Regions from separate parts of the Mus musculus genome. Here all the other regions are linked to region 3. A link is a contact called in public HiChIP or PLAC-seq, capture Hi-C and promoter capture Hi-C data. All regions are on one chromosome and are shown on one strand. The core of a region is the stretch at or near the end of the contact, and the rest is flanking DNA. Distances in the headings are between cores, read along the strand shown.

Region 1 (4,065 bases), core at 1,316-3,815, 1.5 Mb after region 3:
ATAGAACTTGAGAAGCTGCTGGTCCCTTTAAGAGCAGCGTTTACAATCAGCTCCTAGCAGGGCTCCTCCAGTCACACTAGACTTCTAACTACAGGTGCAGGACTCCAAAGACCAATTGATCCTGTATATTTATTTTTTTCTTTTTCTCTTTCACCAAATTATCCCCAGATAGTCAGAGAGTACTGCTTTTCTCAAACCTGTTCTCTTATGTGTAAACTATCTCTAGTCAGGGTACAAAGCACCTATGAGCATTACCTTCGCTTCTCTAGATTTTCACATAGCTCTAAACACATACACAAAACCACACAAAACAGAAACCAACAGATCCAGACACACGTGACCCTTTCTTGTCCTCCGCAAGCAGGCAAAAGAATTAGACGATTTCAGAGAGGGAAGCTTCCACTTCAACAACAGAACTCGGTCCCTCTGACCAATCTCCAGAGACTACCAGGCATTCCTGGCTCTCCCCACTTTCCAGGGCATCCCCCAGGGCAGCAGCCTGTGGTCCTCCTAGCACGTCTGCCGATCACAGTCCTCCGGTCCTTATGGTCCGAGAGGACAGCTGCAAATACAAAGTGTGCGTTTCAGAAAACCCCATCATCCGCTTCCACTGGGACAACCAAAACCAGAGAAACCAAACTTAGGTGGATCCAAACTCAGGCTGATCAGTATAAACTCAGGCATATCAGCATCCAAAACTCAGGCTGATCAGTATAAACTCAGACGGATCCAAACTCAGGCTGCTCTGTGCTTCAGAAACAAAGGACGAGACACAGACAAACAAACCAACACAACAAGTGCACGTTTGTTTCAGAAAACAGAAAACAGACACTCAGAATAGAGACACCGGCCGGCACACACACATTCCAGGGGGGATCCCTATACCTCCAAGTCGGTTCTGGGTGTGAGGGGTGGTCGCGATTCCCGGCCAATGCACTAAATGAAAGACCCACAACGTGAGGACTCCCCCACGTTTGGACTCAGGAGAGGTGATACCCCAAATCACTCACGAGAAATGGTCTTGATGCAAACTGCAAAAGGACTTTTATTTCAAGAGCACTCTTGGGCCCACAGTCTTACACCACGAAGGGGTAGAGGACCGTGGTGCCCAGAGTAGCTGGGTAAGGGGGTATTTAAAGGAAGAAACCATAACTCAAGGGGGTGGGGAGGGCTTTGTTGGAAAATACCAAAAATACCAGTTAAGTGGAAAGTCAAGACAGTTTTCTAGGAGCCTCTAACAATAGCATATTTGCATAGAGGGTTCCAGCAATGGTCAGGGTGGGTCAGGGTGACTTTCTTTGAACAAACATGCCCTGAACCCAGGAAGCAGGTTGCTGGAGGAATGCCGCTATTTGTTTTATGATTAGCATACCATGGAGCATTGAGTCACAAAGGTCACATTCTCAAGCCTGGGCCTAAAGGCCTAGAATCTTTTGTTTTTTATGTTTCACTTTTTCACTCAAAGGGCTGGAGAAATGGATTCAGCAGTTTGGTTAGCCTGGGTACCCTCTTCCGGCCTCTGAAGTAACTACAAGAAGCAGCTTTCCCACCCTAAATGCAGGCAAAACACCCTCCCCCCAACCCCACCCACTTTTTTTTTTTTTTTTAAAGAAAAAATGTAGCCGGGCAGTGGTAGCGCTAGCTCACCTTTAATCCCAGAATTTGGGAGGCAGAGGCAGGCGGGTTTCTGAGTTCCAGGACAGCCAGGGCTACACAGAGGAACCCTGTCTTGAAAAAACCAGAAAAAAAAAGAAAGAAAGAAAGAAAGAAAGAAAGGAAGGAAGGAAGGAAAGGAAAGAAAAAAATGTTTATTAGCTGACCACACAGCTAAGGGGCTTGAATTTCTGTAACTTTTTTTTTTCATTTTCTGCATTTTTCATGGATTTGTTGTTGTTGTTGTTGTTTTTGAAGACAGGCTCTTCCTTTGTAGACCAGGCTGGCCTCCATCTGACAGAGAGATCCACCTGTCTCTATCCCTTTATGGACTGGGAAAAACCTACACCACTACATGGGGTTTGTAAGAAAAAAGAAGAAAAAAAAAAGCCCCTCAAATTGTATCATAGTCTACTGTGTTCTCTCCCCCCCCCCCCTCTCTCTCACACACACACACACACACACACACACACACACACACACACAAAGTGTACTGGCTCAATCATATCATATATGCATTGTTTGGAAGATGGATGTGAACACAATTTTATTTTCCAATTACCTGGCTTCATTTTTTTTTTTTTTCCTTCCCATGGCACGTTTTAAATTCAGGGTCAGACAAGAACTTGGAGCGTTTCTTTAGAATTTGTGGTGCGACTCGACCAAATAGAATACCTGGCCGGCAGGCTGGCAAGCGCTCGCAGGCCGGCTCTGCCATGGGGGCCTTCCGAGGAAGGGGTTTTTGTTCGTCCCTCGCCAAGGCCGGCCAGACAAGGCCACCCCAGGCCGGCAGGACGACAGCCCCCGGCTCGGGTTCGGCCGAGCCCGGAGGGGGGCGAGCAGGGACCCGAAGGGAGAGAGAGGCTCTGGGGCGGCGGCGGCGGCGGGGCGGGCCCGGAGGCCGGTGGGGGAGGAGCGGCGGCGGGGCTGCTGTGGCGACCGACGCGCGGCGGTGGCGGAGACCCACCCCCGTCCACATGGACAGTCGCCGAGGCCTGGGCTGATGCTCTGACGCCTGGGCGGGGTGGGCGGGCGGCGGCGGCCACTGCTGGAGCAGCGAGGGGTCGCGGGCGCCTCACGGTCGCGGAGCCCTCGCTCGGCTCAAGCCGCTGCGGCCATTTTACGGCCCGGGACGTAGAAGGCGTGTGAGCGTTCGCTCCGTTCTCCGTCCTCCGGAGCCAGCGGCGGAGCGGGGCGGAGGGGAGCGGAGGGAGCTCCTCAGAGGCCGGCGCGGCCCGGTGGATGGGGAGTCGTGTGCCGAGGGGAGCCGGGCCCGGGAAGCGCCGCCGCCGCCGCTCACGGTCCCCGGTAGGCGCCTGAGGAGAAGCAGCCCAGGCCGTGGGCCTCGCCGCCTCCCGTCAGGCCCGCTTTTGTGTGGGGGGCCCGGCCGGCGGGGAGCGCCCCTCGCGGAGGTCGAGCCCGAGGCCCGCCACCCTGCGGCTGCTACCCTCCCGACGCGCGGCCCCCATTCCCCGCCAGCACCGCGCCGGTGTCGGCCATGGAGTAAGAAGGAGGCGGCGTGGAAGGAGGAAGATGGCGGCGGGCAAGAGCGGTGGCAGCGCTGGGGCTCTTTTCCTGAAAGGTACGCTCGGGTCTCCCTCGGGGGAGAGTCGGGGGCGAAATTCGCCGACACCGGGGTGTCTCCCACCCCCGGGCCGTGATACTCAGCTCTCTGCTCCGGGTGGGCTTGGGGCCGCGGGGGCCACGGGGGCCCGGACGGCCGATGGCCCGCTGGGAACGCGCTGCAGGCGCGCCGACTTCGGGTCCGCCCGGGCCAAGGCTCGGGCAGGCCGGCGCGAGGCGGCGCGGTGGTAGCGCAGCGAGCCGAGGCCCAGGGCGGCCTGCGAGGGGCGCGCCGAAGGCTTGGGCTCGCTCCCACCTCCATATTCTCGATGGGTGCCTAGTGGGTGAGGAGCAGACTTCGTCCGCGTCTTTCTTAAGCGTTCGTGGAAAGTTTCAGACCTAAGCTTGGTTGAAACTGGCCGATCCAAGGAGGCAGGGGGAGAGGTGGTGGTTAACACTGCCCTGTGGTTAAAAGCTCCCAGGCTAGCCGCTGCCCTCGGGGTGCAGGTTAGACCCGGCGGTGCCCCGAACTCCGGTGAGATGTGTTTGGTTGTTTATACTTTGTAAAGCAGGTATGGGAGGTGGAAAAAAAAAAAAAGAGAGAGAATGAGCTTCCAAGTGTCGGTTTGGAGACAGCCGGGGAAGGTAAAAGAGTTAGGGTGTGTTCCCATTTTTAGTCGCTTGTGAAGCAGAGTTAACTATTTCAGTTGGTGGACCAAGCCGGCTTAAAAGGTCTATTTTGGTTTGGTGTGGTGGTAAATGGATAACGATACTGGTTTTTGCCTATGGCTGTAAAGGGACTTCCATAATACAGGTACATTTAGTTGCAGTTGTGAACCGGGAACGTAA
Region 2 (4,524 bases), core at 867-3,366, 1.4 Mb after region 3:
CCCTCCTCTGGTTAAAAACATCTCCCGTGGAATTAGCACGCTGAGAAAGGGTAAAGGATCCAATGGTTTTATATATACTGCTTTAAAAGGAAGAAGAATCAGGGGCTGGAGAGATGGCTCAGTGGTTAAGGGTGCACACAGCTCTTACAAAAGGACCCAGGTTTGGCTCCCCAAACTGGCTTCTGGTTGTTCATAATTGCCTCTAACTCCAGATACGGGGAATCTCCCACTCTCTTCTGGACTCTACATGCACTCCATTCATGGTCACAACCCTACCACAGACACAGAGGTATACTTCATTATAAATAAAAAATCTTTTGAAAAAAGTTGATGGCACACGCCTTTCAACCCAGCATTTGGGAGGCACATGCAGATGGAGCTTTATGAGTTCCAGGCCAGGAAGGGATGCATAAGGAGGCCCTGCCTTTAAAAGAAAAAAAAAGCACAAAAGAATCAAATCAAGTAGTGATATTCATCATAGTCATCTAAATTGAAAAATTAATCTATTCAAGAAAAGTTAGTGATTATACTAAATGTGTTATTTTTACTCAGCTATTTCATTGTCTTCACACTCTGTGAAAATAAATGAAACATACCTCCCCCATACGTCCTTGGTATTATTCATACTAAGCAAGCTTTGCTGCACTCCCACAGGCCTGGGAGTGCTGGACAGCAGGTAACACTTATGGGACACTGGCCACTTTAAGTGCCCATCCCCACCTGACACAGCAAAGGCATGGAGCCCTTCAACACTCAGATTAGCTTAAGCTCACCCACTGTGATGATCCCCTTTCTCTCACATCATCAGTCTCCATTCTTAGCTGCCCAGATCTGTCCACCATGCTTCAGGTGCAGCTTCTATGCCCACACTTCTTCAGGAATCATCCCCCCACCCCACCCCCACCCCCGACAGCTTGCACTCCAGGAAGCATTTGGCATGCCTTCTACCACTGATGATTCAGCATCTCTGGGCTCTGGGTGTGGGTGTGGGCTGTTGAGAGGCCTGCAGAAACTGCAAGTGCCCAAATCTAATTATTTCTTGTTTTTTTCTTTTTGGTTTTTTGGGTTTTTTTTGTTTGGTTGGGGTTGTTTGTTTGTTTGTTTTGTTTTGTTTGAGACAGAGTTTCTCTGTATATCCCTGGCTATCCTGGAACTCACTTTGTAGACCAGGCTGGCCTCAAACTAAGAAATCCGTCTGCCTCTGCCTCCCAAATGCTGGGATTAAAGGTATGTGCCACCATCATCCGGCTCTAATTATTTCTGAAAACTTTAATTAATATAACTGAAAGAATAAATCTTGGGACTTTATCTGGGAACCTTCAAGTCTAGTATATAGTAGCCTCAAAGAGACGCTAGAATTTATCTTTCTGCGTAGTACAGTGTGCATGTGGACATCCATGCATGTGACTGCAGGTGTGTGAGCACCACGGTGTGCAGTGGAGTTCAGAGGACAGACTCTCTTTGCTCTTCTGCTGCAGGCTGGCTTGTGAGCTTCCAGGATTCTCTTGTGTCTATCCCCCCAGTTCATCACATGAGCACAGAAATTACAGCGTCAGGCCATTGTACTTGGCTTTGCATGGACCTGGGAACTTGAACTCTGGCCCTAATGCTTGCTCAGAAAGCACTTTACCCACTATGCCATCTCCTTAGCCCGATAATTTTGTTTTTCTTTTATTGAGCAAAAGTCAATAGATGTCAGGAAAAGTCTGGGTTCTTGGTTAGGACTGAATAACAGCAGAGCAGGGAGCACAAGAAGCTGCAAGTCAATGCTTGGCCGGCTATTTAATCAATGACAGTGAAGAATTTTAAAATAGACACCAAATAACATGACCGTACCAAAGCTTCCCCTCTTAGTAAATGAAGAGTGTGGTTTTCTATTTTTAAAAGGACATATAAAATCAATATAAATTACAGAAAACTAGAAAAAGAATCTGTAAAAACTTAGAAGCTGGGCATAGTGGCACTCACAGATCTACAGTCCCAGCACGCGGGAGGAAGATCAGTTCAAGGTCACCTCTGTTACATGGTGAGTCCGAGCCAGCCTAGGCCACAAGGGCATAGCTGGGAGGTCTGGCTGTTTAGAGTGTGTCTGTCTCCAGGCCCTTCGTCTCCCTCTCACCCTATTCTCACCGTCCAGGAGGGGCAGCTTGGCTGGCCACAGCCAGCAGGCCAGCTTTGCTCTGCACTCTGCATTGCAAGGACACACACAGCCAAAATAAAGCACAGATGATGACTCTGGGAAAACAGAGATCGCGAGATAAAGGGAGAAAGTCTGCTCTCCAGGCAGATTGCACAGAACAGAAGGATAAAGCGCTGTCATTATTTTTCAGTGCTGGGGGTTGTGCCCAGGGCTTTGCACATATTATACAAGCTAGGCAAGCACATGCTCTGCCCTTTTGTGTTTTGTTGTTATTGCTAGTATCTTGCTTAGAATAGTCTTGAATTCATGATATAGCTCTGGTCTGTCTTACTTTTGATTCTCTTGTTTCGGCCCCCTAAGCTTCCGTTATTAAGCATGTTCCTGGATGTAACACTTCATAAGGTAGATGAAGGCTCCAATCAGCAAGTCAGTGGGGTTGGGGGCTGGGGGTTGGGTAAGTCCATCAAAACTCAGCAGTCTGCCAATGTGTTAAACTGTTGTGTGCATTCTTTCCAGATTGGTGTGCCAGAACCAAATCCACTCCCAAAGTTCCGCATCCTAGAATAAACACTTCAGAATTGGTTGCCTTTTATACTCCCGCTCTTCAGAAATTTGTGATGAAATTCTTAGGCCCTTCATGGTATGTAGTACTATATAAATTCAGACAGTAGTTTGACACTAAAGCTCTAGGTTCAGTTATTTGTTTGTTTTACCAAAATATAAGAGATTTACAAAGCTTTAAAGCAAGCAGTTCACATAGTATTTTTTTGACATGGGCTCGCCCTGGGTCCCTGGCTGGCTCAGAACTGATGATGTAACCAGGCTATCCCTGCACTCAGAGAGACCTCCACCTGAGCTTCCCCAGCACTGGGATTAAAGACATGCGCCACGATTCCCAATACATTTCACATAATTTTAATGTTTTCATTATTTTACTGCGTGGGGTCTGGACAGGGGCTTCACATACATGCTACAGTGAGTATGTGAAGGTCAGGTGTCCACTTTTAGAAATTGGTTCTCTCTTTCCACAGTGGCTTCCAGGAACTGAACTGTAGTTGTCAGATTTGTTGCAGCAAGCATGGGGTTTTTTTTGTTGTTTTTGTTTGGTTTGGGTTGTTTTTGGTTTTGTTTGTTTGTTTTAACCTATTGAGCCATCCAATAGTGTGTGTGTGTGTGTGTGTGTGTGTGTATATATATATATATATATATATATATATATATATATATATATATATAGTTATATAGTTATATAATTACATAGTTACATAGTTATATAGTTATATCGTGTTATATATAATTATATATATATATATCCAAAAGTATTATATATTTTAATATAATTAATTTTATTAAATATGTTACAATCAGTTCATCATTGCTACTTCACAAAAGAATCCATTGATTTTCATCTGCAATACAATAAATGTTGCTCAACAAGACCTTTGTAAACAAGAGCTCTTCAGTTACCCTTCGATGTTTTGTGATGTAGCTGGCTGTGGTGGCACATGCCTACAATCACCACACTCAGGTGGTGGAGGCAAAGTTCAATGCTGTCCTTGCTACATAGGAAGTTTACACCAGTAGAGGCAATGTGAAACTCTGCTTTAAGGAATAAAACAATATGACCATCTGGATGGTACATGCAATCACTTTCTAGACAGAGAGAGACAGGTGCCAGCCTGAGGTATCATAGTGAATTCCTTTTTCAAAAAATATTTTTTTCTAGGCAATAAAGGGATGCTAAGACCAAAGGACTTGAGAATATCTACAATGCAATAAACTAGTACCTAGCTTCAGCAAATAAATAAACACAACAATTCCACTTCTCTGCCACCTATATCCACAGGACAGCCTCATTCACCTACATTATTACTTTTAGTTACTTTTAATCAAAGTAGTCAACATCTGCTTCACATAGAAGGTAGAGAAGAGAAAAGTGCTTACCAAAGGGCAGACTAGCAAAGCCCAAAGGTGCACACTGCATAATCCCTCACAACTATACACATCCCTCTCACATCCTGGAATGGCAAAAATATAAATATGATGTAAAATGATCAAGATCACAGCTCTTCTATATCACATGCTAAACATAAGAAGAGCACAGAAATGCAATATTTAGAAATCAAATCGCAGGATTGATTATTCATATACTAAGAATTAATTAAAGACCTCTGTGCTATGGTTAATATCATCAACTATAGGATTTTGAATCGCCATGAACATAAACTTCTGGGCAGCTCTGTGAGGATTATCTAGATTGATTAACTGACAAGATAATGAAATACTGATTAGACATATACACACAAAACAAAAACAAGAACAAAGCCAGAAAATACTTACGGAGGGAAGTGGAAAGATCTCTAAGACTATTCGGTTGGAGGAGT
Region 3 (4,407 bases), core at 1,728-4,227:
ACCACCTCCACGCCACCGCGAATGAATTACTTCTCTGTTGCTGTGATAAAACACCACAGCCAAGGCAACTTTGAAAGAGTTTATTTTGGCTTATGGTTCCAGATAGACAAGAGGCCATGGCAGGGGGGCATGGTGGCTAGTGACAGGCATGGTTGCAGGAGCAGGAAGCTGAGAAATCACAGCTTCAACCACAAAGTGAAGCAGGGGGTGAACTGGAAGGGGGTGAGGCTGTGCCCTAGAGGTGTCCTTCCTCCTGCAGGGCTGCACCACCTCCCCAGATACCACCGATGAGCTGAGACTATGGGGGGCATTCTTCATTCAAACCATTACACCCCAATCTATTTTTATACTAGTCAACTTTGGAAATCTTCAGTTATCTTATTTAGTATCACTGAGGCCAGTTGGGGGAGTCATGCTGCTGTGTTCTTTTATGTTCCTTGCATTTCTGCACTACAATTTGAGCATCTGTTGGTTTGGAGCTCTATTCTGGATTTATAACTATATTCTGATTGAACAGCATATTTTTGACAGCTCCATCTCCAGTATAACTCAGAAAGGAGAAAACAAATCAAACTGTTTAACATATAAACATACAGGACTATACTCAAAATTGGTTGTCTTTGTTAGGGTTTCATTGCTGTGAACAGACACCACGACCAAAGCAACTCTTATAAGGACAACATTTAATTGGGGCTGGCTTACCAGTTCAGAGGTCCAGTACATTATCATCAAGGTGGGAGCATGGCAGCATCCAGACAAGAATGGTACAGAAGGAGCTGAGAGTTCCATATCTTCATCTGAAGGCTGCCAGTGGAAGACTGGCTCCCAGGCAGCTAGAATGAGGGTCTTAAAGCCCACACCCATAGTGACACACTTCTACCAACAAGACCACACCTCCAAATAGTGCCACTCCCTGGGCCAAGCACATTCAAACCACTACATTGATTAAAAACCAAATATATCACCCATGCTTATGAAATAAAACATTGCAAAATTAGCACAGAATTTGCCACAAAGTTGAAAGCTCTTTAGGGAAATTGAGGAAATTGTTAATGAATGACATATAGGAAGGATGCAGGGAAAGGGGAAAAATAAATAGAGGAGAGGCAAGAGAAAAGGAGGGATGTAGAAGAAGATTATGATAGGGGAGAGAAAAGAACAAAGAAAAGAAAAAGAAAAACAGTTTCCCAGGAGTTTGGAAGAAGAGCTGAATAAATATAAGGGAAATTAAAAAAAAAATAGAAGTGAGAGGGATTTTTTTTTTTTTTTTTTGAGACAGGGTTTCTTTTTTTTTTTTTTTTTTTTTTCTGAGTCTATTCGTCCTTGTAATAGGGACATCCTGTGAGGCTGAGTCTGTTACCAAAAGTGTATCGTGATGAGGAAGACATAAACCTGGAGGTTATAGCAACCTAAAGACTGCACGGTTGAAATGATCCTATTGGTTCTAATCTTCTCTATTAATCTTGGAACACAATGCTATCATATTTTGTTATCATATCATATTTATCCCCGACTGCATTTCTTGTCCTTTACTATGAAATCCTGTCTTGGGAAGTAACCCAGTTACTCCAACTTTTTGTTTTTGTTTTTTTGTTTTTCTCATCAGTGTCCCTAATTGCCCCTACCTGGAGACTCTATGGACTACTTGCTGTCCATGGATGGAAAGAAGAGTTGCAGTTTCCACCCGGGACCGGCTGAATCAACATCCACATCTTGATGTGACTCTCACACACAGTAGAGTGTGACAAACACAGATTTAGAACTTGGCTCATTGCCCACACTCGAACCTGCTCCTCCTCCCTGTATCAGGGAGCTGAGGAGATCAGTCTAGCAGCTGTGCCAAGAGCCAGCTGCACCCCGTGGCACATTCAGACACTTCTCACCATACCCTAGTCCCACTTGCACAGGATGATGACCACTAACAATAGGCTGCCCTTAGAACAGGACACAAGGGATATCTTCAGACGTTCAGCAGGGTGACCAAGGCCGGGACAGGAAGGGAGGAAAGCAATTTCTGTGCTCCCAAACCCACACTTGGTCCAGGTGCCACCTCCCTCCATTTAGCAGACAGTTAAAACATTCAACGTTTCTCTAGTTGCGTTTCGTTCCAAACCAGACCGTCATTATCTAAAATACCTTTTGGAAATGAGAAAGTTTAAGTCCTCAGGGACTGAATGTGCCTATTTTCCAAGTCTTTGGCAGTTCCCGGCTTTTATGGGGTAGTCATGGTGAAACCGAGTCATCTGAAGACAGGGGTGGTGCCAAGTAGGGTGTGGGGGAGGCAGCTTCAGAAAACCTGGGTTCAGAAAAGCAGTGATCAGTAATTGCTGGGCACCAACGAACGCTGGTCACCTTCATTCCCAGCGCCACACTTCTCTCGGGACCCTATGTTCTGACAAATTGTTACAAACTCAGGATTCTAATGAGTACTTTCGGCAGAAAAATGTGCTTAGCGATGATTACAAGGACCCAACCATTTTCCCAAGCAGTTGCTTCTGAGTTCCAAGTGGCATCACGTAACTTTTTACTTGTGCCAGACCCCCCCCCCCCCCATGTTCCCCTTTCCTTCTCTCCCTCCTCTTCCTCTCCCGCCTTTCTTTAAATAAAAACTAGGTGCTGGGGTCACATTCAGGGGTAGGCACCCTTTTTTAAATTAGAGAAACCGTAACATTTTCTTAGGGAGTTAAGTAAACATCAACTTTTATCTTAAAAAAAAAAGTCCCCCCCCCCGCTTTTTCATACATATACAGAAACTACCAATATATACCTACCGATGTGTGAATGTGCATGTGTGTGTGTGTGTGTGTGTGTGTGTGTAGGCACGCGAACGCTTGCCATTTTCCTAAACTTCTGACTCATCGTCTGGAGGACAATGATTGACTTTTCCTCAGTTCACATAGCTGCCCTGGATGCCGCTCACAAGGATGGGCCTGCTTATTCACTCCGGGCATCCCTGGTAGAGCGCTAGAGTAAACAAACCCCAGGTTCCCGGTGGCGGGGGAAATGGGCTCCCTATGTTCTCCCTGGGGAGCAGGAAAGTTGGGGCCAGGTTGTGGCCACCGCGTGCAGAGACCGCTTTTCTCAGCAACGGGACAGCGCGACGTTAGCCTGGGAGAAGCCAGAAGCGCCATTGTGATGCAGCGGGATGGGTGGAGCCATCAAGTCTCAATTTAGATCCCTCTGCTTTTAGGCGCGCCCATTTCAGATTGCTAAACCCTGGTGTGAAGCGGGACAGGCCAGGGCAGGAGGTGGCCAACCACACCCCGCAGGGCGCGCACTTGGCGGGCTGCAGACCCCACGGGCAGACGCCGAGATGCGCAGTCGGAGGCTCCTGAGCGCGGCCCACCTTCTCTGCTTGTGCGCGGTCGCGCTGGCCGCCCCAGGGTAGGAGCGCGGGCTGGAGGGCGCCCGCGCAGGGGATGCGCGCGGCATGTGGGACCCGCCAGGGGGGCTTTCTTTAGGGTCCTTGTGCTGCGACAACTTGTCAAAGAACGTCGTTCTAGCTGTAGTTCACGCTGCTCTGCCTTTTGCCTCGCAACTTGTTGCTCCTCAATAATGTACCTCTTTTTCAGAGACTTTTTTTTTTCTAAACTGGATGTTTCTACCGTGACACTGTCAGTGTGACTGAGGTGACCGGAGTAGGATGAGAATGCTATATCAAAGACTGTAGGAAGATTAACAAAAATTAGACTGTATAAATTGCTCCATTTCTTAAGTGGTTTTTTTTTTCCCCCAGCAAAGAAATCGTTATTTTTACGTGTGTGTGTTCATTTGTAGCTCAGGCTGGGCAGTCTTCAGTTTTGAGTGGCAGGAGTCTAGGCGTGCAATTACCACACCCGGCCTCCTTGGGGGACTTTCATGTTTCCTAACTCGGAGATTTCATTGCTGGGTATTTATTTTCAGGTGGTCAGGTGGTGATTTCAATTAATGGGACTAGTTAGATGACCCCCCCCCCCGTTATATAGATTTGAGCAGGCTGAATCATAAATCTAGGGGTGTGTGTGTGCACACATGCGCTCGTGCGCGTGCTTCCTAAGAAAATAATGTGGAGATGAAGTCACCTTAACGAGGCTTGGAGACTTGCATTTTGCAGTGGCTTATTTTTCCCTTCTGGCTCCTGTGCCTTTGAACTGTTTGAGGAATTATGGTTTCCGTAGCATTTCATGGCCTTACGAAACAGCAGAGGCACCACGTTCACTGTAAATAGTGTAGTGGAGCAGTGCAGAGATCCCCCACCCCCTTTCAGAAATCGAAGTGGGGTGTGTGTAAATAAGATACTTTGCTTTTCTTTTGTTGGCAACTCTTTAGGTCCCGCTTTCTGGTGACAGCCCCAGGGATCATCAGACCCGGAGCAAATGTGACTATTGGGGTGGATCTCCTGGAAAATAGCCCCCCACAGGTCCTTGT
Region 4 (4,546 bases), core at 1,632-4,131, 1.1 Mb after region 3:
GCTGTTTTTCCCTAACTGCTAACCTCTTTAGGTAACTGTGCTTTAGTGGTCCCAGGGTAATTTGATAATAATAATAATAATAATAATAATAATAATAATAATAATAATAAACCTCATTTATTCTATTTTCTCCAGTTTATCCTGACTAAAAATATGCAAGTATGTCTTTAAGATCTGGAATAGATTACAGAGGGATGAGGAAGGCTCAAATGAACCCCAGTTCTTCTGATAACCGTGTCGTTTTCACATCTGATAAAACCTTTACCAAAGATGAGAGGGAACCAACTCTAAAATGCATAATAAAAAGAGACGAAGCCGTAGAAAAAGCAAAATGCCCTTGTCTGTTTCCCAAACATTCTTAGATTGTACAAACCGCAATAATTCTTCCTTGTGTTTAGCTATTTCTTAATGCTGGACGATTATAACTAATACAAGCCCCAGAGGTGAGAAGGTTCTTAATTTTTCCTGCCTTTGCAAATAGATTTCTTCCTTAACGGCAAAGAGTTCCACTCATCCTTTTTACTTTCTCAACACACAGTAGCTGTTTTAGCAGCAGAAAGGACTGCCCTAGTATATTCTATGATCCAATCCAGGAACAAAAGTTACCAGCAATTAGCTGGACTGGGAAGGTGTCTGTGGCCAAATGCAAAAAACAGAACGAGGAGATTCAGAAGTGCACACATAACTTTAAGGCTACACCATAGGCCTCATGACAAATAGCGGGGAGCACTCCCCCATTTGTGTTTGGGAATTCAAAAATAAGCCAAAGGTTGGGCTCTCCTTGAGAAAAAAGGAACTGACAGTCTCCAACCCTGCCTTTCCAAATCATTGGCACGAGGGTTAGGGCAGCTTTCCTCATCCGAGTGTAAATTGCATTTTACATGTCTGATGAGCAGGCAAGCCAAATTGCCCAGAGCTCCTTTTTATGAAGCCAATATTAAAATTTTGGCGCAGCTCTGGGATCTAAGGGGTTTTAGTAATGTCTTCTCCCCCTAATTAACAACAAACCCTTTCCTACATTAGTCAAAATTTGTAAAGATTAAAAAAGCATAAATGCTTCATTGTTGTCGTCACCCGGCCATAACGCTGATATGATAATTTAGAATGCAGTCCGCAGTTGTGCTCACGAAAAGTTAAAGAGTGGTAACCTACCCACAAAAATCGGTGTGCAGTATTTGGGGGGGGGGGGGGTGTTAAAAGGGTGAACAAAAAACTTGAGTTAGTCTAGTCTTAGTCTAGTGCGCCACCTATCGGCTTCCTGTCTCAGCATCAAGAATGAATCACTTCTCTTTGGGGTATCTGATGAATAACTCAGCCATCTCAGCCAGCCAAGAATTCCGTTCGTATACGTTTTAAAGAAAAACTTCTCTCTCCTTCTTAGCCAAAACATTTATCGGAGTGCTTAGCAACACTTCATTGAGCATTCTCAGACATAGATGTCTGAAAGCGGTAGCCCTTACGTGGCAGTAGGATTTCCCTCACTTCCCCTCATGAATGAAAATGAATCAACTGCCCGGAGTGGGGGCACTATGGGAACTGGTCTCTTTCGGACAACTTGCCCCTCCCCCACCCCTTGCTGGAAGGAGCCAACTTCTTAACTCTCTCAATTTAACTTTTTTTTTCAAACGCACACACAGGCACACAAATGTTTCGTGGGCCCATCTAGAGTCCAGGCGTCACCTACGTCTTCTATAAAGGCTACCTAGCCAAGGACGAGCTTAGACTTGTTTCTTCGCCCCCCTCCCCCAATCCTACCCCAGTATTCTTTAGAAGACCCTAACCTTGGAGCTGAGAGGAGGTGTATGCCAAAGATCTGAATTGGTCAGGGGATGGTGGCTGAGGAAGCCAGATGCAGGTCCCATTTGTCAACTGCTCTCAAATGCACTGACTCCACGCACTCTGATCTGTGCACTCAAAGACTGGAGGAGAACCCTCCTCAAAGGTCCCATTGACTGACCCTGGGTAAAACTTAATCCCAGTGCATTCAGGAGGAACCCAAAAAGGAAGTCTCAGAAGCTGCGAGAGCTGGCCTAACCCAGCAGCACTTTGAAAGCAGTGGAGGATGGAGCCAGGGCAGCTCCCCCGAGCATCTGGAGATGCCACTAGCGCCTAGTCTCCCCAAGCTGGAGCGCTTTCCACTGGCCCTCCATGGAATTCTTCGCGGAGCGTACAGTACTTCACTTCGTTTTCTGGCAATGCCTTGAGTCCCTGCTGCAAGCCTGGAGTCCCTGGCAAAGCCACCAGATTATAAAGAGCGACCTATGCAGCCCGTGCACTTCACTGAAAGCGACAGAGACTATAGAGGACATTGCCCTACAGATGGATACACTGAGTCCCACTTGGCACACAAGCAAGCCACCTTTCCTTCTCCCTCCAAAACTCCAAAGAAACCGCCAAACTCCTGTGCCACAGATCTATCTCGGGCACACTAATCAATCGCTTCCAAAGCCAAGCAGCCCCTGCTGGGCATTCTGCCAGCCCCGGGTTAAGGTGCAAGCAAGAAGCCACTTTCCCCAGTTATCTTTGGGAAAGGGCGCGAGGGGTGGGGGTTGGGGTGGGGAACAGAAGCCAGACTGACCTGAGCCGGAGGTGACAGAGGGAGCGGGCGTCCAGCAGCCTGCGCGTGGGACCCCCCGGGCCTGGGAGGGCGCTGCGCTCCGGGAGCACCTGGCGGCCGCCGGTGTGGAAAAGGCGATGGGAGCACCCAGCAGCAGCGCCTAGTGCGCAGAGTGAGCGGAGGCAGGGGGACTGAATGCAGCTGCGGGCGGACGCGTCTGCAGCGGCCGCCTTTGCCGACTGGGAAGAGACTCCGCGCCGCGGGCTACTTAATAGAGGGCTGTTCCCGGCTCTCAGTTTACTCGGTTACGAAACGCCTGAGAAGGTGGAAGGCTGCCACGGGTGATGTATGCTCCTCGGCGGTGAAGGAGGTCTACTTTTGGGAACGTGTGCATACTTCGAGCATTCCTTCGGCGTGAGGTGGCGATCGCCGTAGTAGCAATGCCCCTCCGGGGGCGGGGAGGAGGGAGGGAGAGAGGGGGACAGCCGCAGCCGGGTTCCCTGCCAAGGGAGGCCGCGGACTCCTCCGCTTGGGGCGGGCTAGGGGGCTCGGGTTTCCCTAACCCAACGAGTTTCTTTAATACGTTTATTTTTCTAAAATAAGAACAATGGAGAAGTGGGGAACGGATCTTCGTTTCAGAGCAGCGGGATGGGCATCCCCTTTGTCCCTCACCATTGCATCTCCGGCCGCCACCGTCCCCACGTCCACCTTCCTCCCCCTCTGTCCTGGGTGCACTTAAAACCGATTTACAGGCTTTCCATTAACTAACTGTCTGTGCACGCGGCGGGCCTCTGTCTTTCCCAGTCTCCAAGGCGCGACTTTGAAAACTCCGACAGCCGCCTGCCTGCTCCCGGCTCAGGGCTAGGATGGCTTTCCCAGGCCTGTCTGTCTAACCTAGTTTTTCAGGATAGAGATGGGAGGCTTCGATTCAGTCTGGAGGGAGGGAGAGGAAAGTTATTGGTACCTGGGGGCGGGGGCGGCGGGGGCATCCCAACGGGACACTTAAGAACAAGTTTTATTCTCCTTAGAAATTTCTTGTCAGTTTAAGAGTAAAATCTGGCCCACGTTGGGGCTTCAGGCAGCTCTTCCCTAAAAAATTCCTAGAGGTGAAAAGGACGGAGAGGAGCTCGCTCGGGGACGCTCGCACGCAGGCGCGAGCTACTGAGAAGGCCAACTAGGAGCCGGATACTCCGCCAGCACACGGGCTCTTTTCTGCAGCTCCCCGGTTCCCGGCACTCCACCCCTTGGACGCAGTGGGAGTCTGGCACTTGAAGTTGCCAAATTGTACAAGACGCATGGGATGAAGTGTCCAGTAGTCACACGTTGTTATCCGGAAAGGGCTCGAAGACGGATTCCTACACGCGTTTGTGAGCTCAGAACTCGCTCCGCGAATTTCCCGCCCCTTGAAGCCCAGAGACGTCGCCTCAGCAGGGTTGGGCTAGTGGGTACTGGAAACAGGACAGGGCTCTAGACCCTGGAGTAGACCGCCCCTTGGTAGCAGAAGTTGCGAGCACACCTGACTTAAGCCTTTCTTCCATGCTTGATCTTACCTCTGCAGATTTGACTTCCCTGCTCTAGGCACATTAGTGTTGGAATTGACCAAAACTCTGCACGCTTTTTCCCAGTTCCCTTGCGCCTTGCCCCACGCACGGGCGGCCTCTGGCCAGAGCTAACCAGAGCAAGAGAGGAGCCTGGAAGAAAAGAAACGAGAAAAATGAGAATGGCCACCACCTCTGCACATTCTTGGAGCACGCAGGGCCCACTCAAAGGCCGCTGAGCAACTTGCACAAAGCGCCCACACAATGCGCAGGCTTTTCCCTCATGTCTCCACAGTTCTGGTGTCTGCCTAGACCCTCCAGCCAGGGTGTGAACGCATCTGGAAGATGCAAACACCAATGTATGCGACACAGCTGATCTTTTACATCCCTGTGATGCTCAGAGCCACCCAGGAGCAGCGAGCCCCCTCTTCATGCCTGAAGGGAACTCAGC
Region 5 (4,382 bases), core at 1,148-3,647, 1.2 Mb after region 3:
ATCTCAGTAAGGGTCATGATGTAGTGTGAGAGTTTACACCTTGGAATCAGGACATTAACACTCCCAACAGTCCAGCCATCCCTCAGGCTGGTCCTTAGCTCTCATCTCCTGCTGATGGGTCATAACGCACATCTATTTTGCATCTAAGTGTAAAATCTTAGAAGAAATTCATTATCCTATTTATTTTAGAGATGAAGAAACTAACCTTCAGAGAAAGTAAGTCAATTACCCCCCCTGAAATCTAATTAAAGCTGCAGAGCTCAGGGTTTAGGTATGACAGGGAACAGAAGTGTTTTACATCCGAGAAGTTTTTTTTTTTTTTTTTAAAACATTCTGTACGTTTGTATAGTTTTCTCCAGTTGAGCATACCTAATCTCAAACTCTACAATCCAAAATATTCTAAAATCAAAACTTTTCTCCTGCCCAACCTGTTTGGCCCAGAGCTTCATTTACATTTTGGAGCATTTTGGGCTACCTTTGAGTATATCACAAGGCTAAAACCACGAAGATAAAATATATACCAAAAACATACGCTGTGAGCTTGCTCTAGTCAAAATAAAATTTAATAAAAGATTTTTAAAATACACTCTAGATACTATTCTTACTGTCATTAATACTGAAGCACTGTGCAGTTAAAATATATATATATATGTGTGTGTGTGTGTATGTATGTATATATATATATATATATATATATATATATATAAACCAGCTTACTTTAGTAAACTGAACAAAGTCACCAAAGTCCCTAGCTAAAATGACTGGGGACGTCCAATTAAATGTAGTATTTATTTTTAAATTAAGTACACAAAAATATATCTTTACAACAGAAGAAAGCAAGGTTACTCAACATCGATCTTGCCAGTTCAAACAGATGAAAACTCCCTTAATTTGATGGAGGACTTGTGGACGTCCAATACTGTCCGCCACACAGTACTCACATCCTGCTATAAACCCATCTTTACTGATGCGGACGGATAAAAATGCAGTGATTACTGCACCAACACAAATCAAAATGTTTCCCTCAGTAGAGTGTTTCTATCACATCTAAGTAGGATATTCCAAAAAAAAAAAAGTAATGCCAGTGAAATCGTTTATAGCTAGTTTCCAACTTATTTCGTGTGGAATCATTGATATGCATATTTTAAAAATCAAGCAGGAGGAATTAGGACCACTGTGGGGCATAATTAGAAATGAATACCGCCTAAAAACAAACCAGAACTGAAGTTTCATGCCTTTAACTATATCGTGGCCAACAACTAAAAATATCTAATTAGCTCAAAATCAAAGTTACTTGTGTGCGCTCTGTATGACTTAATTTCTTCACAGAAGAATCAATACCTTTATTGACTCCGGGTCCTACACCCAACCAATTTGTTAATCTCTGTGTCCCAGAATAACCCCCGCCCAAATAACAACAGTCTGCCCCTGTGAGTTGCCTCAGAGTTAAACACGTAAATCTAACTCTTTTTCCTCTTATCTCCTCCTAAAAGACATTCACTCTACCTCTCGGAAACCCACGCAAAGCGCCTCCAAAAAAAGTCTCGTCCACCCGACATTCTAGCTGTATTCATTCCATTTCCAGCCAGGTAAACCGAGAGCCAAAGGAAGCGAGCCCACAAAACTGCAAACTCAGAAAAGCCACAGAAGAAACCGAGAAGGCACCAGAGGGCGGGGCCCGCCTGTCACCTTCTGGGAGCCGGGGGATCACTGCCACGCCCCTCCCTCACCTCGATCTCACGGATGTTGTTGGAGGTGACGAAGATGCCGATGCCGATGGGGATGAAGATGAGGCCGATGATGAAGAAGGTGGGCAGCACCGTGCCGGCCGTGAGGATGGGCTGCCAGGCGGGTAGCCGTTGCTGTTTGAAGGCCGTGTTATCCGGCCTCCGGGTCTTGGCGGCGCCCCCGGGAGGACCCGCGGGCCCGCCGTCCACCTCATCCTTCGCGCTATAGTTCATCGCCATCGGCCCCCGGGCTTCGGCTCGGCCACGTCCAGCTGGGCCGCCCAGGGGACTTGCGTGCCGCCGACCCTGACAGGAGACGCGCAGTCACCGCTGCCGCTACCGCCTCCGCCACCCGCGCCGCCACCGGGGAGGCGGAAGAGGCGGGACACGCTTCTGCGGCCGGCCGCTGACCGGAAGCGGGCGTCTTTAGGAGACGCCCCAGGGAGGGAGAGAGAGGAAATGGGGAGATGATTGAGGGACGAGGGGAGGGGAGGGGGAGGAGGATGGAAGGGGGAGGAAAAAGACGGACGCACCCTGATCATCTGCCCTGTGACGACAAAGTGAGGGCTTTAGGCCGGGCGCGCGGCTACGTGAGCGCATGCGCGGCCCGGAGCGACGTCTGCGCACTAGGACGGTAGCGTCTTCGCTTCCCCGGGAGGACGCTTCTGTTGGCGCACACTTCCTGTTGTGGTTATCATGGAGACTTCTGGAGCCGTCAGGTCGGACTCGGTGACCTGGGCTACCTGTAATTTCGGCGCCGGGTTGACTTTTCTTATGACGCCTACGCCTCTTCTGAAGGGAGTTGTAGCGTCCTGGAGTCCACATGTTTAAAAGGATGCAGATCCCTATTGAATTTTAACTCGCCACTCAGTGTGCCTCTATGAATTTAAGTGAGGTATAACATGCGACCCATTTGATATAATAATAATAATAATGATGATGATGATGATGATGCAACCTAGTTTAGCCCTAATCCCTCGCTTCTGATCGATTTTCATTTATTTTTCTGTCTACTTCACATTGGTTTGGGAAGGTTATTGTAAAACATGACAGTGATTCTTTTTTTTTAAACTTGGTAATCAAAAACCAGAACATAATACCACTTGTTTAAAAAGGGGTATTAGTTTTAACCTGCCAAGGAAATTCTCGTTGAGACTATGTGTAATGTCAGCCCTTGAAAGGTAAAGGCAGAGTAATTGAAATTACAAGGCCAGTCTGAGCTACTTAAGAGGCCAGCAGGAAATCCATAGAGAACCTGTCTCAATAAATAAACAATAATTAGTAACTCAAAGACACCAAAGCAGTACAGAGAATACAAAGTGTAGAATTCAACTATAAAGCGTAAGATGCTAACCTCCATTGATTGACTGTAGGCAGGATTTTTTCTTTTCTATATTTTACAAATTTTCTTTTATAAGTGTGTAATTTTGCAAATTTACAAAAAAAATGATTATATAGCATCTACATTTTGAAATTGTGTTTGAAATCCAGACTATCTGACAGTACCTACTTTTAAAAAGTCTTTGTCTACAGTTTTGACTTGCTCCAGTATGTTCTTCTGTGATCTTGGATTTCCCGGCCCCGGGTTTTCCAGACAGGGTTTCTCTGTGTAGACCAGGCTCCCCTCAAACTTGTATAAATCCTCTTGCCTCCTGGGTGTTGTAATTAAAGGCCTGGGCCACCACAGCCTAGCTGATCTCAAATTCTTAAGGCCTCTAGAATCCTTAGGTTTGTATCTTGCTTTAGCAGCCTAAGTTTACCTTCAACCCCATTCAAATGGAAAAGAGTCTGTCATAGAGAGGCTTAGCCTGTTGTCTTAAACGTTCTGTTGGGTAAAATGTTCATCACAGTGTTGGGGATAATCATGGAGTCCTTTTTCTTTCTTTTTCCCCACTCCTGTTTAGATTATCACAGTTAGATGTGTTAGTTCCTTTATTTCTACTCTAGAACTCGGTTTAAATAGTGCTACAACTGAACCTTCAACATACAATTGAAAATATTCAGGGGAAAAAATTGCTTCTGAGCTAGTAAACACGGAGACAATTTCTCATCATTATCTTTTAAGTGGTTATTTCCATTGTACTAAGCAGTATAAATAATATAATCAGGAGACAGTTTGAAGGGTGTGGGGGAGATACATAGGTCATTTACAAGAGCTGCATTTTGTATAAGAGATTTGAGCACCTGAGGTTGTATCCACAAGTTTCTGGGACCTCTCCAGGATGCTGCAAGACACCTTAGTTTGCTTTAAAGCTTTGTTGCTGTTGTTGCAGGAGCAGTGATCTGATGGTTCTTGGTGTGCTTACCTACTTCCTGTTTCCTTTGGTTTGCTCAGAGCAAAGATTAACTGTCTCAGTTTTACTAAAAACTTCACTGGGGACTGGGTGATGATTACACACATTTCCTCCCAGCACTCCAGAGGCGGAGGCAGACAGATTTCTGTGAATTCAAGGCCAGTCTGGTCTATGTGAATTCCAGGACAGCCAGAGCTACACAATAAGTCCTTGTCTCAAAAGGTATCCTTTTTGTTTGTTTGTTTATTTGTTTTTGTTTTTGTTTTTCGAGACAGGTTTTCTCTGTGTAGCCCTGGCTGTCCTGGAACTTACTCTGTAGACCAGGCTGGCCTCGAACTCAGAAATCTGCCTGCCTCTGCCT
Region 6 (4,017 bases), core at 602-3,101, 1.4 Mb after region 3:
ATGGAGGCTCAGAGTTTTTAAAATGATTTTTTTTTAATTTTATTTTATGTGCATTGGTGTTTTGCCTACATGTATGTCAATGTGAGGGTATTGGATCCTCCTGGAAATGGAGGTAGAGACAGTTGTGAGCTACCATGGGGGTGCTGGGAATTGGGAAGAGTGCTCAACTGCTAAGCCATCTCTCCAGCCACTGGAAATTCTTTTTTTTTTTTTTTTTAGATTGACAAAATAGACACAAATAAGTTTTTTTGTTTTGTTTGGTCTTTAAAGGCAGTGTTACTCTGTAGCCAGGCTAGACTAAAATTTACTATGTAGCTACTATTTCACTCAGGTTAGCTTTGAACTCACAGCAATCTTCCTGCCTCAGTCTTTCCATTACTGGATCACACGCATGAGCTTCCAAGTCCAGTGTACAATTAATTTAAAAAAAAGAATGTTCTTCAGTATTTTCTTTGATCTTATTCTTGGGTTTATTCATCCAAACTCTCTGAATTATTTAAAGAAATAATCCATCCTCTTATGCAAATTTGGCCCCAACTACCCACCACCAGGAATCAATACTGACAGTATCAGTGGTTTATAGCCACAAGCTGGGAGACTAACATGAAATTGTTCTGTGTAAGCAATTCTGATTAAAGTGCATGTCACCTTCTGGAAGGGGAGACAATATACCCTCAGAGAATGCCAGAACTTCCTTCACACAACTGGAAATACACTCTTACTCACACCCACACAGCTTATGAAAAGATTGAGGTTTTTTTTTCCTTAAAAAAAAATTCTAAGTTTCTTAAAGCAGAATCTATTATCTGCACAAAGGCAATCACTCAATTTAATTAGTTTAAGTACCACAACATTCTCAGTGAATCAGCAGCAGGCATATTTTGCGCGAGTCAGATGCATTTGGGCAACTGCAGGCAAATGAGGTCAGAACCAGCACAAGGTGTCCCGGTGCAATCAGAGAACCCAGCAAACCGAGCCCACAAAGAAGCGGGTCAACAGCACAGCAACGTGGGACAGCATACAGGACTTTCCTCAGTTACCTCACAAGCAGCTTAGCTAGTTTCAGTAAATAATAGCTATTTTGTCCCTGGGAAAATGTCCCTTCCATGCCTTAGCTAGCGACCCTGGTTGTACTTTCGTCATATTTCTATCACCTGCACGAACATGAATAACTCAGCAGGGCTAGCTTGATGACTATGAAGATATCACAAAATGTTGTCTTTAAAAGGGAATCGGTATGACTCTGAGAAAGAGAAAAAGGTTTTGATTTTTTTTTTTTTTAATAATTCACACTGATTCTAATAATTCCTACACGTGCAGAGACCAAGCAAGAGACAAAGCAGAATTGGAGCGAACCTTCTTCTTGTGGAAAGAAATTTCTTAACAGTAAGTAGCTACTTGGGGGGCAAGGGAGGGGGGACTTACCTGTTGTCGTCTCCTTTAACCAAAGGTGTGTTCTTTCTCCGCTGGTTTATCCCTTGAAGAACCCAGTGGCTTGTCCCACAGTCCAAGACTGAGTCCTGAAAAACTAGCCAGCCCAAAAGAAGACTGAGGGGGAAAAAAAACCGCTTTTCCCACTCTGCTGGGACTAGCCAGTAGCTGAAGTCATACAGGAAACGGACAGAGTAGCTGCAGCTTCTCCTTCAGTCAGGATCAGCAGGAATTGGAAGTCGCCTATCTCCCACCCGGACTTTTGTTTCAAAGTTTTTTCAACTGTTGCTAGGTGTTGTTGGGTTCTGAGATTAGGTTTCTCCTCTGCTGTTCCCCGCACACTGTCAGCGCAGTGACTTTGTTGGGGCGCTGAGCTGCGCGTGCTATATTTAACCAGTGTTCTCAGCGAGGCCAGCCTGTCAACAGCTGAGAAGTTTGCAGCCGGCCCTGCTCAGTTCCTAGGCAGCTGGGTTATCAGCCCCACATCCCCGCTCACCCCGCAAAGATCCCGGGGAAGCCGGCAGACCCTTTTAAGGACCTCTGCTCATTTCACAGAGGTAATTACTGTTTGCAGACTGCGAAGTGGGACTTGGCTTTTTAAATCTGAGAAGAAACAGAGCGGCAGTTGTCTTGGGCAGAGCAATTTCCCAAGGCAATAGTCTTCTCAGACTCTTAGATAAGTGTTGTTTTTTTTTTTTTAATGCATTAATAGTGTGCTGCAACGGTTGAGAAAAATCACAGTAAGAGATCATTTCCAAACAGCTTTCATCATTGGAGAGTTATATTTATAGCTTGATCCCTTACTCTTAAAAGATGTGTCCTGCTGTATATATGAGTGTTTTTCAAATAAGGCTACCGTACAGGAATGTCGACAGCGCTAGGAATATGAAAGTCAAGGCAGGAAGGAAACTCTTACTATTTCCACTCAAGCCATTCATTCAAAGCAGCACATGGCAAACACCCCAGAAACACCAGGACTGGAGACCTCTCACTAGTGGTTGACAAGCCTGAGTCACCATTAACCCTCCATCTTCCAAAGCCAGTGAGCAAACACCGCCAACCTGAACTTCAAGTCTCAAGATGTTTCTGCTACTTCATTCTGTAGCATAGAAAAGTACGAGCCTCCCAGGTTTAAGATCTATAAAATATGTGTGCTTAATGCTCTGATTTACTATGTACACACAGGAAATTAATAGTGTTCAGGGCTGCCTCAGAACCTTCCTCGAATATTGCCCTGACAAAGCTCTCAACAATATCCTTTTTAAATTTTACATGTTCAGGCTCAGTTTTTCTAGGTCTGAAGTAACCGTTAAGTAAAGGGGAGGGAGAAGGAAGGAGAAGTGGGGGAGGGAGCACGCACACGGGTGAGATGGCTCAACAGGTAAACCATGAACGCTGGACGGGTAACCACAGAAAGATGGCAGGAATATACAAAGTTGCCCTCTGACCTCTACATTTGTGCCCTGGCACACACGCCCACATAGCATATACATACATTGACAATAAATAAATAAAATGTTTAAAGGGAGAAACTGCAGTTAAGCTTTTGTGTGAAAGTAGCTGTATCTTCTAGAACAATAATCGATACTTCATTCACAGTCCCTACAATGGATTGCCTATTCACAGTCCCTACAATGGATTGCCTATTCACGGTCCCTAAAAGTAAATTCTGATATAGGTGGGAATTATGAGACCAGGCTATAGATGATTCAGAACCATCAGGAGAGCAATGGTTGTTGTTGTTGTTGTTGTGTGCCTTCCTGTAAGAGCCTAGAACATTCCAGCGAAAGAATAATGGGGCTATTTCCTCCACAAATATCCATAAAGAGCTTTTGGATTTGTTTCGTTTTGTAGTATGGAAAGCGAATCCCCTGCTGTTATTATTTACCTTAGTTTTTGGATTAACTGACCACTATTGCTATTAGTGCTAAACAATGTGGCAGTAAGCCAAAGCATGCAGGATGTGACTTATAATCAGATACTGTTGCCACCTTCAAACTATGTTCTTTTGTTTTTTTCTCCTGAGACAGGCAGGGTCTTTGTAGTGCTGACTGTCCTGGATGTGTAGACCAGGATGGTCTCTGACTCACAGAGCTCTGCCTGCCTCTGCCTCCTGAGCTCCTGTGTGCTGGAGGGAGAAGTGAGCCACCACACCCAGCTGACTAAACTTAATTACACTAGGCACACAAGCACAACTGATTAGTATTCTGCATACAGTACATGCTCATAGGCTCTCTCTCTCTCTGTGTGTGTGTGTGTGTGTGTGTGTGTGTGTGTGTGTGTGTGTGTACCATTAATTCATTTTGAAGACTTTCCCCTCAGGAACAATTATTCAGACTAAAGTATTTCCTACATAACCCACAGAGGGAGCAGTGCCATTAAAAAATACTAGAAATTTGTGATTTGTGCACAGTCGATGAGGACCTGACTTTCGGCACACAGTGCTCATACGTGACTGCTCAGCTGCATCCTTTCCCACAGTCTTAAGTGGGAGCACTCTGGGAACCTCTTGAAGAGTGAGCTTAATTTCCCAACTTCGAGAATGAGTCACGAGGAAGACGTTTTTCGCAGATTGCTATCATTTGG

The links. Promoter capture Hi-C pulls out the DNA fragments that hold promoters and counts their contacts. HiChIP or PLAC-seq counts read pairs in DNA pulled down with a chosen protein or histone mark. Capture Hi-C pulls out chosen DNA fragments and counts their contacts.
Region 1: a contact with region 3 is called in a promoter capture Hi-C map of embryonic stem cells, with 5 times the contacts expected there. The contact joins the promoter of Senp6 here to the promoter of Cd109 in region 3. A contact is called at or near these places in 5 of 39 promoter capture datasets (cranial neural crest, embryonic stem cells, erythroid cells and 2 more), 1 of 484 Hi-C or Micro-C datasets (bone marrow-derived macrophages), 3 of 115 datasets of contacts at active chromatin or transcription factors (embryonic stem cells, pancreatic cancer cells and stem cell-derived neural progenitor cells) and 1 of 9 other capture datasets (adipose tissue).
Region 2: a contact with region 3 is called in a promoter capture Hi-C map of hippocampal neurons, with 6 times the contacts expected there. The contact joins the enhancer-like site here to the promoter of Cd109 in region 3. A contact is called at or near these places in 14 of 39 promoter capture datasets (the 3T3-L1 cell line, 3T3-L1-derived adipocytes, the C10 cell line and 9 more), 1 of 115 datasets of contacts at active chromatin or transcription factors (fibro-adipogenic progenitors) and 1 of 9 other capture datasets (embryonic stem cells).
Region 4: a contact with region 3 is called in an H3K4me3 HiChIP or PLAC-seq map of forebrain, with 33 times the contacts expected there. The contact joins the promoter of Col12a1 here to the promoter of Cd109 in region 3. A contact is called at or near these places in 21 of 39 promoter capture datasets (the 3T3-L1 cell line, 3T3-L1-derived adipocytes, the C10 cell line and 11 more), 6 of 484 Hi-C or Micro-C datasets (B cells, the G1E-ER4 cell line, the N1E-115 cell line and 1 more), 10 of 115 datasets of contacts at active chromatin or transcription factors (astrocytes, embryonic forebrain, embryonic hindbrain and 6 more) and 1 of 9 other capture datasets (macrophages).
Region 5: a contact with region 3 is called in a capture Hi-C map of embryonic stem cells, with 10 times the contacts expected there. The contact joins the promoter of 4930429F24Rik here to the promoter of Cd109 in region 3. A contact is called at or near these places in 12 of 39 promoter capture datasets (the 3T3-L1 cell line, cranial neural crest, embryonic stem cells and 7 more), 1 of 484 Hi-C or Micro-C datasets (muscle stem cells), 10 of 115 datasets of contacts at active chromatin or transcription factors (bone marrow-derived macrophages, embryonic forebrain, embryonic hindbrain and 5 more) and 2 of 9 other capture datasets (embryonic stem cells and liver).
Region 6: a promoter capture Hi-C map of second pharyngeal arch cranial neural crest shows a contact between it and region 3. The contact joins the promoter of Filip1 here to the promoter of Cd109 in region 3. A contact is called at or near these places in 5 of 39 promoter capture datasets (cranial neural crest, embryonic stem cells, frontonasal cranial neural crest and 2 more).

The regions. Positions count from the first base shown.
Region 1 is chr9:80,064,338-80,068,402 of GRCm38.p6, forward strand. It overlaps Senp6 (SUMO/sentrin specific peptidase 6), which reads left to right and starts at 2,566. Exons shown (of 24, transcript NM_001311110.1): 1 at 2,566-3,235. The coding sequence starts at 3,187.
Region 2 is chr9:80,020,900-80,025,423 of GRCm38.p6, forward strand. No RefSeq gene overlaps it. Among named protein-coding and RNA genes, the nearest start is that of Senp6, 44 kb to the right of the region's middle. Within about 2 kb of position 2,117, at least 15 of the 459 cell types and tissues checked have an H3K27ac peak or open chromatin away from gene starts, as enhancers often do. A contact at or near this core is called in hippocampal neurons, where this site is marked.
Region 3 is chr9:78,612,569-78,616,975 of GRCm38.p6, forward strand. It overlaps Cd109 (CD109 antigen), which reads left to right and starts at 2,978. Exons shown (of 33, transcript NM_153098.3): 1 at 2,978-3,384; 2 at 4,309-4,407. The coding sequence starts at 3,314.
Region 4 is chr9:79,715,841-79,720,386 of GRCm38.p6, forward strand. Col12a1 (collagen, type XII, alpha 1) reads right to left here and starts at 2,882. Exons shown (of 66, transcript NM_001290308.1): 1 at 2,579-2,882.
Region 5 is chr9:79,791,244-79,795,625 of GRCm38.p6, forward strand. 4930429F24Rik (RIKEN cDNA 4930429F24 gene) reads left to right here and starts at 2,398. Exons shown (of 3, transcript NR_040734.1): 1 at 2,398-2,622. Tmem30a (transmembrane protein 30A) reads right to left here and starts at 2,187. Exons shown (of 7, transcript NM_133718.4): 1 at 1,731-2,187. The coding sequence starts at 1,967.
Region 6 is chr9:79,976,031-79,980,047 of GRCm38.p6, forward strand. Filip1 (filamin A interacting protein 1) reads right to left here and starts at 1,852. Exons shown (of 6, transcript NM_001081243.2): 1 at 1,426-1,852.